Linked DNA regions of Mus musculus: region 1 is linked to region 2. The links are chromatin contacts, called in public HiChIP or PLAC-seq maps. All regions are on one chromosome and are shown on one strand. Each heading gives the region's core, a stretch centred on a gene start, on an enhancer-like site or on the middle of the called end of the contact. The rest is flanking DNA. Distances are from core to core; before and after follow the strand shown. Region 1 overlaps Sec24d (Sec24 related gene family, member D (S. cerevisiae)). Region 2 has its middle 9.1 kb from the start of Gm43568.

Evidence for each region. HiChIP or PLAC-seq counts read pairs in DNA pulled down with a chosen protein or histone mark.
Region 1: a contact with region 2 is called in a FOXA1 HiChIP or PLAC-seq map of pancreatic cancer cells. The contact joins two enhancer-like sites. A contact is called at or near these places in 7 of 484 Hi-C or Micro-C datasets (the G1E-ER4 cell line and embryonic stem cells) and 2 of 115 datasets of contacts at active chromatin or transcription factors (astrocytes and pancreatic cancer cells).

The regions. Positions count from the first base shown.
Region 1 is chr3:123,327,358-123,331,015 of GRCm38.p6, reverse strand. It overlaps Sec24d (Sec24 related gene family, member D (S. cerevisiae)), which reads right to left. Exons shown (of 23, transcript NM_027135.2): 9 at 3,370-3,508; 10 at 577-692. Among named protein-coding and RNA genes, the nearest start is that of Mettl14, 57 kb to the left of the region's middle. Within about 2 kb of position 1,590, at least 94 of the 459 cell types and tissues checked have an H3K27ac peak or open chromatin away from gene starts, as enhancers often do. A contact at or near this core is called in pancreatic cancer cells, where this site is marked.
Region 2 is chr3:122,636,945-122,640,838 of GRCm38.p6, reverse strand. No RefSeq gene overlaps it. Among named protein-coding and RNA genes, the nearest start is that of Gm43568, 9.1 kb to the right of the region's middle. Within about 2 kb of position 2,333, at least 31 of the 459 cell types and tissues checked have an H3K27ac peak or open chromatin away from gene starts, as enhancers often do. A contact at or near this core is called in pancreatic cancer cells, where this site is marked.

The sequences.
Region 1 (3,658 bases), core at 341-2,840, 690 kb before region 2:
CTGGTGGGCTCCTCCCAGGTGGAGGCTGTCAGTGGAACCCAAAGGTTTAGAAGAGCACATTAGCAAGGCCACATACTCATTCCCATTCTGCTAGTCAAATGAGTCTCCGAAGGATACATTAAAGCCAGGAAGCCAGCAGCGCTCTAAGAATACTGGTTACATTTCTGCCTAGGTAGAGAAGTCATTAACCAACCAAAAGAAGAGATCTGAGTGGAGCATTTGGGAGATGGATGATCAGGGTTCAAGGTCATCTTCAGCGAGGTCAAGGCCCAAACTAAATGAGACCCTGTCTCAGAAACCAAACCACAGCAAGCAAGCAAGCAAACAAACAAACAAACAAAAACAAACAAACAAACAAACAAACAATAGAAAGAATCGTTTCCTTTTCTATACTACAATGAGACAGCTCAGGAGCCCATTCATGCTAATGACTTAGGTCAGATCTGTTTCTGACATATGTCCACATGCCCTGGAAATGTCTGTCTGTGAACCAAGTCATACATATCTTTACATACAGAAGCCGCTCGCTGAAAATCAACAGCATCACAGAAACACTTAAGTCCCGCCAACACTCACTCTGCAGTAATCCAATGTAGCAACATATTCATAGGATCCCAGCGACAGCTCTGGCTTCTCATAGTGGTCCAATCTCCTTCCAATGTGGTCCAGATGTTGGAAATAGAATGGTGGGACTAAGGAAAACAAAACAGGGCAGGAAATCCTTTGTTTTCATAAGCAGACAACCCAATAAATCCCCAAAATGCATCCTAAAGGAAAGGAATTATGATAAGAAGACAAGCTGTTCTCAGTATCTATCATTTTGAGAGCATGTCTTTGAAATATGTTAAAAATATGAGTTTTCTCTTTTTTAAACTCACTAACTTTTTGGCTCTTGTATATGTTGTAAACCACTACAATTTTGCCAATTAATTATGTTTGTAATAGTTTTGCCATATATACATTTTGATTTTTTTATAGTCAAATCAATCTGCCTGGAATTCTATCCATAAAACTATGTAATTTTATATATAATTTTCAATGACTACTTCATTACTATTTCACGCTATACTGTATTACTGCAATATTTTAATAATGAAATATTTTATACATATAGAAAGCCATAGATCACAATATTCACGTTCATGGAAATGGAATGACAACTTTGTTAAAAACCTCTTGCACATATAAAAGTTCTTAGTAGCAAAGAACATTTATAATTTTGGAAATCCTAGAAAAAGGTGCTGCTGTTTACAAGCTAACACATCCAAATATCTGCCTCTACCTAATTACTTCTTTTTTAAAGTTAGCTTTCTATTTGAATCTTTAACATATAGGACAGAAACAAATGCTGATCATTTGGATTATACTAAGGTCTTTGTTACACCTTAATTAAGGAGTGTCTTCAGCTCTGGGCTTTCACAGGATAATCTGCTAGCATCTGGCCCTACTCGTGCAGAATACTGTATTAGGGAAAGACTGCACTTGGGCGAGCTCAGCTGAAGTCTAATTTGATACAAATGTCTCAGAAGGTTACTTGTAGCCAAATTCTGGAAGTCACCCAAAGGCAGCGCAAGACGTATGACTCACACACTGAACACTTGGACAAATAAGGTCTGGTGTCTGCAAAAGAGCTCCCGTTGCCTGGGGATGGCCCGGGAAGGCTGAGAAACTTCTGCTAACAGTATGTGGGAAAGTTACCAATGCTTTTGTTTTAAGTATTTTGCTAAGAACAGCATCTCCCTTTGTTAAAAAAAAAAAAAAAAAAAAAAACTACAAGAGCAGCACCTTTGGGGTTGACACCAACACTCAGCAGTCTTTAAGCTCAGCTGTGAACATGCAAATTATAACAGAGGACGAATTTTCTAAAGTTGGACTTTCAAAAACTTTAGTAGAAGTTTGAGTATTCTATGTCCTTACCATATCATGGTTTAGAAGTGAGCTCTCTAAAGTTTATATTTACATATTTGACTCTGAACTTGACAAATTCAATATCTTGAAAAGATTGCAGAAAAGGAAGATAACAGTCTCTCTCCATGAATAAACCAGAGGGGCCCTGATGGGGACTTAGTCACATGTCTGTGCCTTACAGATTTCTGAGTAATCTGGCATATAATGTGTGAGATGGTAATTTCTATATAGCATAATGTATAATTCACTCATGCTCACACATCTACACAGTGCGACTTTTTAAAAATTAATTTTACATGCTCATTAAAATTTGATATTATCTGTTATCTATCATCAAACAAAATTGAAGCCACATGGTATGTGTGTGTGTGTTCGCGTGTGCGTGTGTGCATGTGTGTGTGTGTGCATTCGTGCACATGCATGAGTGCACTCTCGCCCACATACATAGCTGTTGTACAAGGGAAGCCAGAGATCAGCCTCAGGTGATCCTCATGAGCCATCTGCTTTGTTATTTGACACAGGGTCTTTGGGGCTTGGAGCTGGAGCATTTAGATGGGCTGGTCCTCCAGGAAGTCACAGGAATTCTCCTGCTTCAGTATCTCCAACCCTTGGGGCTACCAATACACATCGCCATGCTTTGCTTTTCTTTCATATGGGTGCAAAGGACCAAACTCAGATCCTCAGGCTAGTGGGACAGTCGCTTTATCTATGAGCTCTCTCTACTGTGACTTCACTCACACTGTCTAATAACATCAACATTAGTGGATTTTGTGCTAGGGTGAAACAAAAATACATAGAAAATCATAATAATGCCCTACCTCCTTAAGATTCAACATTTATATAAAAAGAAGAAAGCCCTCGGGTATATCTCAGCTTATCTATCCATCCATCTATCTATCTATCTATCTATCTATCTATCTATCTAAAACTCCAGATTTTATTCCCCTCCAGTCTACCCTCTGACTGTTGCACATCCCATACCTCCTCCCTGCTCCCCTGTCTCCACGAGGATGTCCCCACCCTCCAACCCCTATCCCACCTGACCTCTAAACTCCCTGGGGCCTCCAGTCTCTTGAGGGTTAGGTGCATCTTCTCTGACTGAACCCAGACCTGGCAGTCCTCTGCTGTATATGGGATGGGGGTGTTAGCTGGTGTATGCTGCCTGGTTGGTGGTCCAGTGTCTGAGAGATCTCTGGTCCATGTTGGTTGAGACTGATGGTCCTCCTACAGGGCTGCCCTCCAGCTTTTCTTCAATACCAACAAGCTTCTATTCAAGAGCAACCCAGGACTCATGAAAGAGGCATGTCTAGAACTTATCTTCTGAAAAGGCAAGAAGTAATGTGTCGTACTAGCCTTCAAATGGGCCACTCAGGAATCCGCCTGCCTCTGCCTCCCGAGTGCTGGGATTAAAAGCGTGAGCCACCATGCCTGGCACAACATGCATTTAATAGCACCATTTACCTTCATTCACACAGCTGCAGAATCCGCACTGATAGCGCCGTCCGCCTTCGATGAATTGCATGAACGGGCACATGTAGGCTTTGCACCTGTTGCACCTCACTGGTCCACTCTCCCCATGGTTTACCAAGTACAAGGGGGTCTGGAAGAAGGAAGCACATGAAATGAATGAGGAGTACAGGGGTTCCGGGTGTCATCCTCCAGTGGGACTGATTGATAAACTCTTAACTGAGCATTTGTCATGGCAGTGAAGACCCTCCCCGACCATCAGTGAATTCAAGGATGATAACAC
Region 2 (3,894 bases), core at 1,084-3,583:
ATGCTGCCGTGTGGTGCTGCTGGGATATCATGTGGGTGCGCATGACAGGGGTGCACCACACGTGTCTCAGGCAACCCCATAGTGGTCCTATGACTTGGCCGGCTTAAGATCAGGAACGCTGAGGGCCCAGCACTGGAACAAAGCAGGGGTGTGAACAGGGATGCCCAGTCCAGTACTTTGTGGCACTGGGACACAGCTCTTGGGTGAGAAGGCAAGCCTGTGTCACCATGGGACAGCCCTGGATGACAGCACATTTGTGATCCAGAGTGGTGGTTTGAATAGGTGTGGCCCCATAGACTCTTATATTTGAAAGCTTGGCCCATGCTGAGTGGTACTATTAGGAGGTGTGGTCTTGTTTGAATGGGTGTGGCCTTGGAGTAGGTGTGGCCATGTTGATGGAAGAGTGTCACTGTGGGGGCAGGGCAGGCTTTGAGGTTTCCTAGACTCAAGCTCCACCCAGTGTGAAACAGTCTCTTCTGCTGCCTGAGAATCAAGGTGTAGAACTCCTGGCTCCTTCTGCACCATGCCTGCCTGGACACAGCCATGCTCCTGCCATGATGATAATAGACTGAACCTCTGAACCTGTAAGCCAGCCCCAATTAAATTTTATACTTTATAAGAGTTGCCTTGACCCGGGCGGTGGTGGCGCACGCCTTTAATCCCAGCACTTGGGAGGCAGAGGCAGGCAGATCTCTGTGGTCTACAGAGTGAGTTCCAGGACAGCCAGGGCTAAAAGAGAAACCCTGTCTCGAAAAAACAAACAAACAAAAAGAGTTGCCTTGGTTGTTGTGTCTGTTCACAACAATGAAACTCAAACTATGACAACAAATGAGCACAGGCTATATAACATGTTGGTCCGGCTAAGAACACATGTATGAACAAGCATGCACAGGCAAAAATGTAGTGGTACTGGGACATGGCATGTTTGCTACAGTCACTTGGCAGCCCCAGGGCATAGCAAATGAACAGGGCTGCCCAGGCTGTGACCTGGCACCACTGAAACGTGGCAAACATGCAGCAGGTACACCTGGGCTGCCACATGGCAGCTCGGTGTCCTGGCAGGCATTTGACAGGTTTGCCCAGGCCACTGCATGGTAGCAATGAAACACAACAGGCATGCAAACAGGCATAGTTAGGCCATCACAGGGCAGAGAAGGGACAGGGCAGGAATACACACAGATTGGGGAGCACTAGAACACAGCTGGAGTATAACAGGTGAGCATATCCCCCATGTGGCAACGCTAAAACATGGCCGCTCGTGAACACAAGATCCTGTGCCACCGCAGGGCAGCACTGAGATCTGGCTCCCGTGAGAACAGGTGAGTCCAGAACACGGCACGACACTACTGGGATGTGGTACACATTTGAACTCCAGTGGCTATTCTGCCACGGGGTGGTGCTGGGACTTGGCAGATGTGTACATAAGGAATTCTTCAACATGGTGGCACGGGGAAACAGCATGCATCCCAACAGGCATTATACTAAGACATGGCATGTGTGACAACAGGCATGCCTAGACCACCCCTTAGTGACCCTAGGACACAGCAGGCAGGCAAGTAGGCTACCCAGGTCACCATGTTGTAGCAATGGGACACAGCAGTCATGCAACATGCTTGCCCAGGGCATCACACTGGTGGCCTAGTAACACAGCAGACATGCAAACACAGCAGGCTATGAAGTGGCAGTGCTGGGACATAGCGGGCTTGCAGCCAGGCATTCCCACACCACCAAGTTGTGGCACAAAGATATAGTAGGTCTTAGTACAGATATACCAAAGCCCCCACATGTTGGCCCTGGGACTCAGCATGCATACAAACGAATGGCAGCATAAGAACACAGAGCGCATGTGAACAGGTGTGCCCAGACAGCCTAGTGGAACACAACACTAGAACACAGCAGGCATTCAAACCTGCATGCCCGGGTTTTGAGACATAGCCAAGTATGTAAACGAACATGTACAGACCACCAGGTGGCAGCACTGAGACACACCAGACATGTGAACAGGTAAACACAGGCCACCAGGTGGCAGCACTGGAACACAACAAACAAGTGACCAGGAATGCCCAGGCCATCACTTGGAGATTCTGGGTCCGTGGAAAGAGTGTCAATAGATGAGCTTGCTACCACGTAGAGGTGCTAGGAGGCAACTTGCAGGTGAACCTGATCCCCTACTTTGCAGTCCTGGAACAGAACATGGTTGTCAAATGCACTGCAACACAGCAGAACTGGTAGGTGAGATTCACGAATGTTTGGGCTTGCCCAGACTTTCACAGGACTGAGACTTGACAGGCTTGTGGACAAAGGTGCCTGTGCCAACACATGGTGTTGCTGGAACACTGCAGACTCCGGAACAAGTATACTCATGACGACCCCTGGTGGCACTGGGAAATGGTATGTGTCCCAACAGGTGACCCTAGGTTGACAATTGGAAGTTTGGGGACACAGCGTAATTAAGAACCGGAGTGACAGGCGGGTGAAATGGCTCAGTGGGTAAGAGCACCCGACTGCTCTTCCGAAGGTCCGGAGTTCAAATCCCAGCAACCACATGGTGGCTCACAACCATCCATAATGAGATCTGACTCCCTCTCTTCTGCAGTGTCTGAAGACAGCTACAGTGTACTTACATATAAATAAATAAATCTTAAAAAAAAAAAAAAAAAAGAACCGGATTGACGACCCCATTACTTGGTGACTCCTGGACAAGGCAGGTGTGTGAAAGTCTATTCTTGCGGTGTCCTGTGGCTGTCCCAGGGCATGGCATGTGTGCAGACAGGCCAGTCTAAACCACTCTTGTGTCCGTGCTAGAACCTGGCCGGTGTGTGAACAGCATGTACAACCCACTAAATGGCAGCACCGGGACACGGAGCATGTGCAAGCAGATGTGGTTAGGCCATCAGGTGGTGGCATGCAGGGAACATGGCAAACATGCAAACAGGCATGCACACAGTACTCCTGGAACATGGAAGGTGTAAAATCAGGTATACCCAGGTCACCAACTTGCAGCACAGGGACATGGCAGACATGAGAACAAGGGAACCCAAGCCATCACAATGCTAGAACACAGTTGTTGTGCAAACAGGAGAAGCTGTGTACTGAGAACTGAAGCGTCAAACTCTGATCCCGTCTGGTTATCACAAAGAATAACTTCACCTCTAAGCTAAGATGTATGGAACTGTCTGGAAAGTCTAAAATTCTTTTTATTTTCCTTAGAGGAATTTAAAGAAATTATTTTGTTTGAAGTGTTTGTAGATTATGCTGTCTTAGACATTACACTGCAGGGCTAATTACTGTCCTCAGAGATGGGATTAATATGCCTTTGTGACTGACCTGGCTCAAGTCCTTGAAGATGTTATCATCTAGATTGGGAAATTCCAGTGTACTGACGTATTCAAAAATAGACACAGATTTGGAAGGCCATACCCAAGACTCTCAAGAAACAGGAAACACATTAGCCTACATTGAAGGAAATTAAGTTATAAAGTTCAGAAATAATTTTAGGGTATGATACCTCTTGTTTTAAAGTCAGATAATTTGGCTTTTAATTTTAGTATTTATTGTGACAGGTGTGTACCATGGCACATCTGTGGAAGCCCAAAGACAACTTGTGGGAGCCGGTTCTCTCCTTCCACCTGCTGGCACCAGAGAGTGAACTTAAGTTCATGGCTTGGCAGCAAGCACCTTTAATTCCCTGAGCCATGTCACCTGCCCACAGCTAGGCATTTGCAACTACAAATACCGAGCCAGCAAAAGATGACTCAGCAGCTAAAGATGCCTGCTACCATGCCTGATAGCCTAACTCCAACTCCTAACTCCAACAGTTGTCCTTGGAATTGCATGTTGTGACATGCATATGCCACACAACACACACAATAAATTAATAAACACCCTAATTAA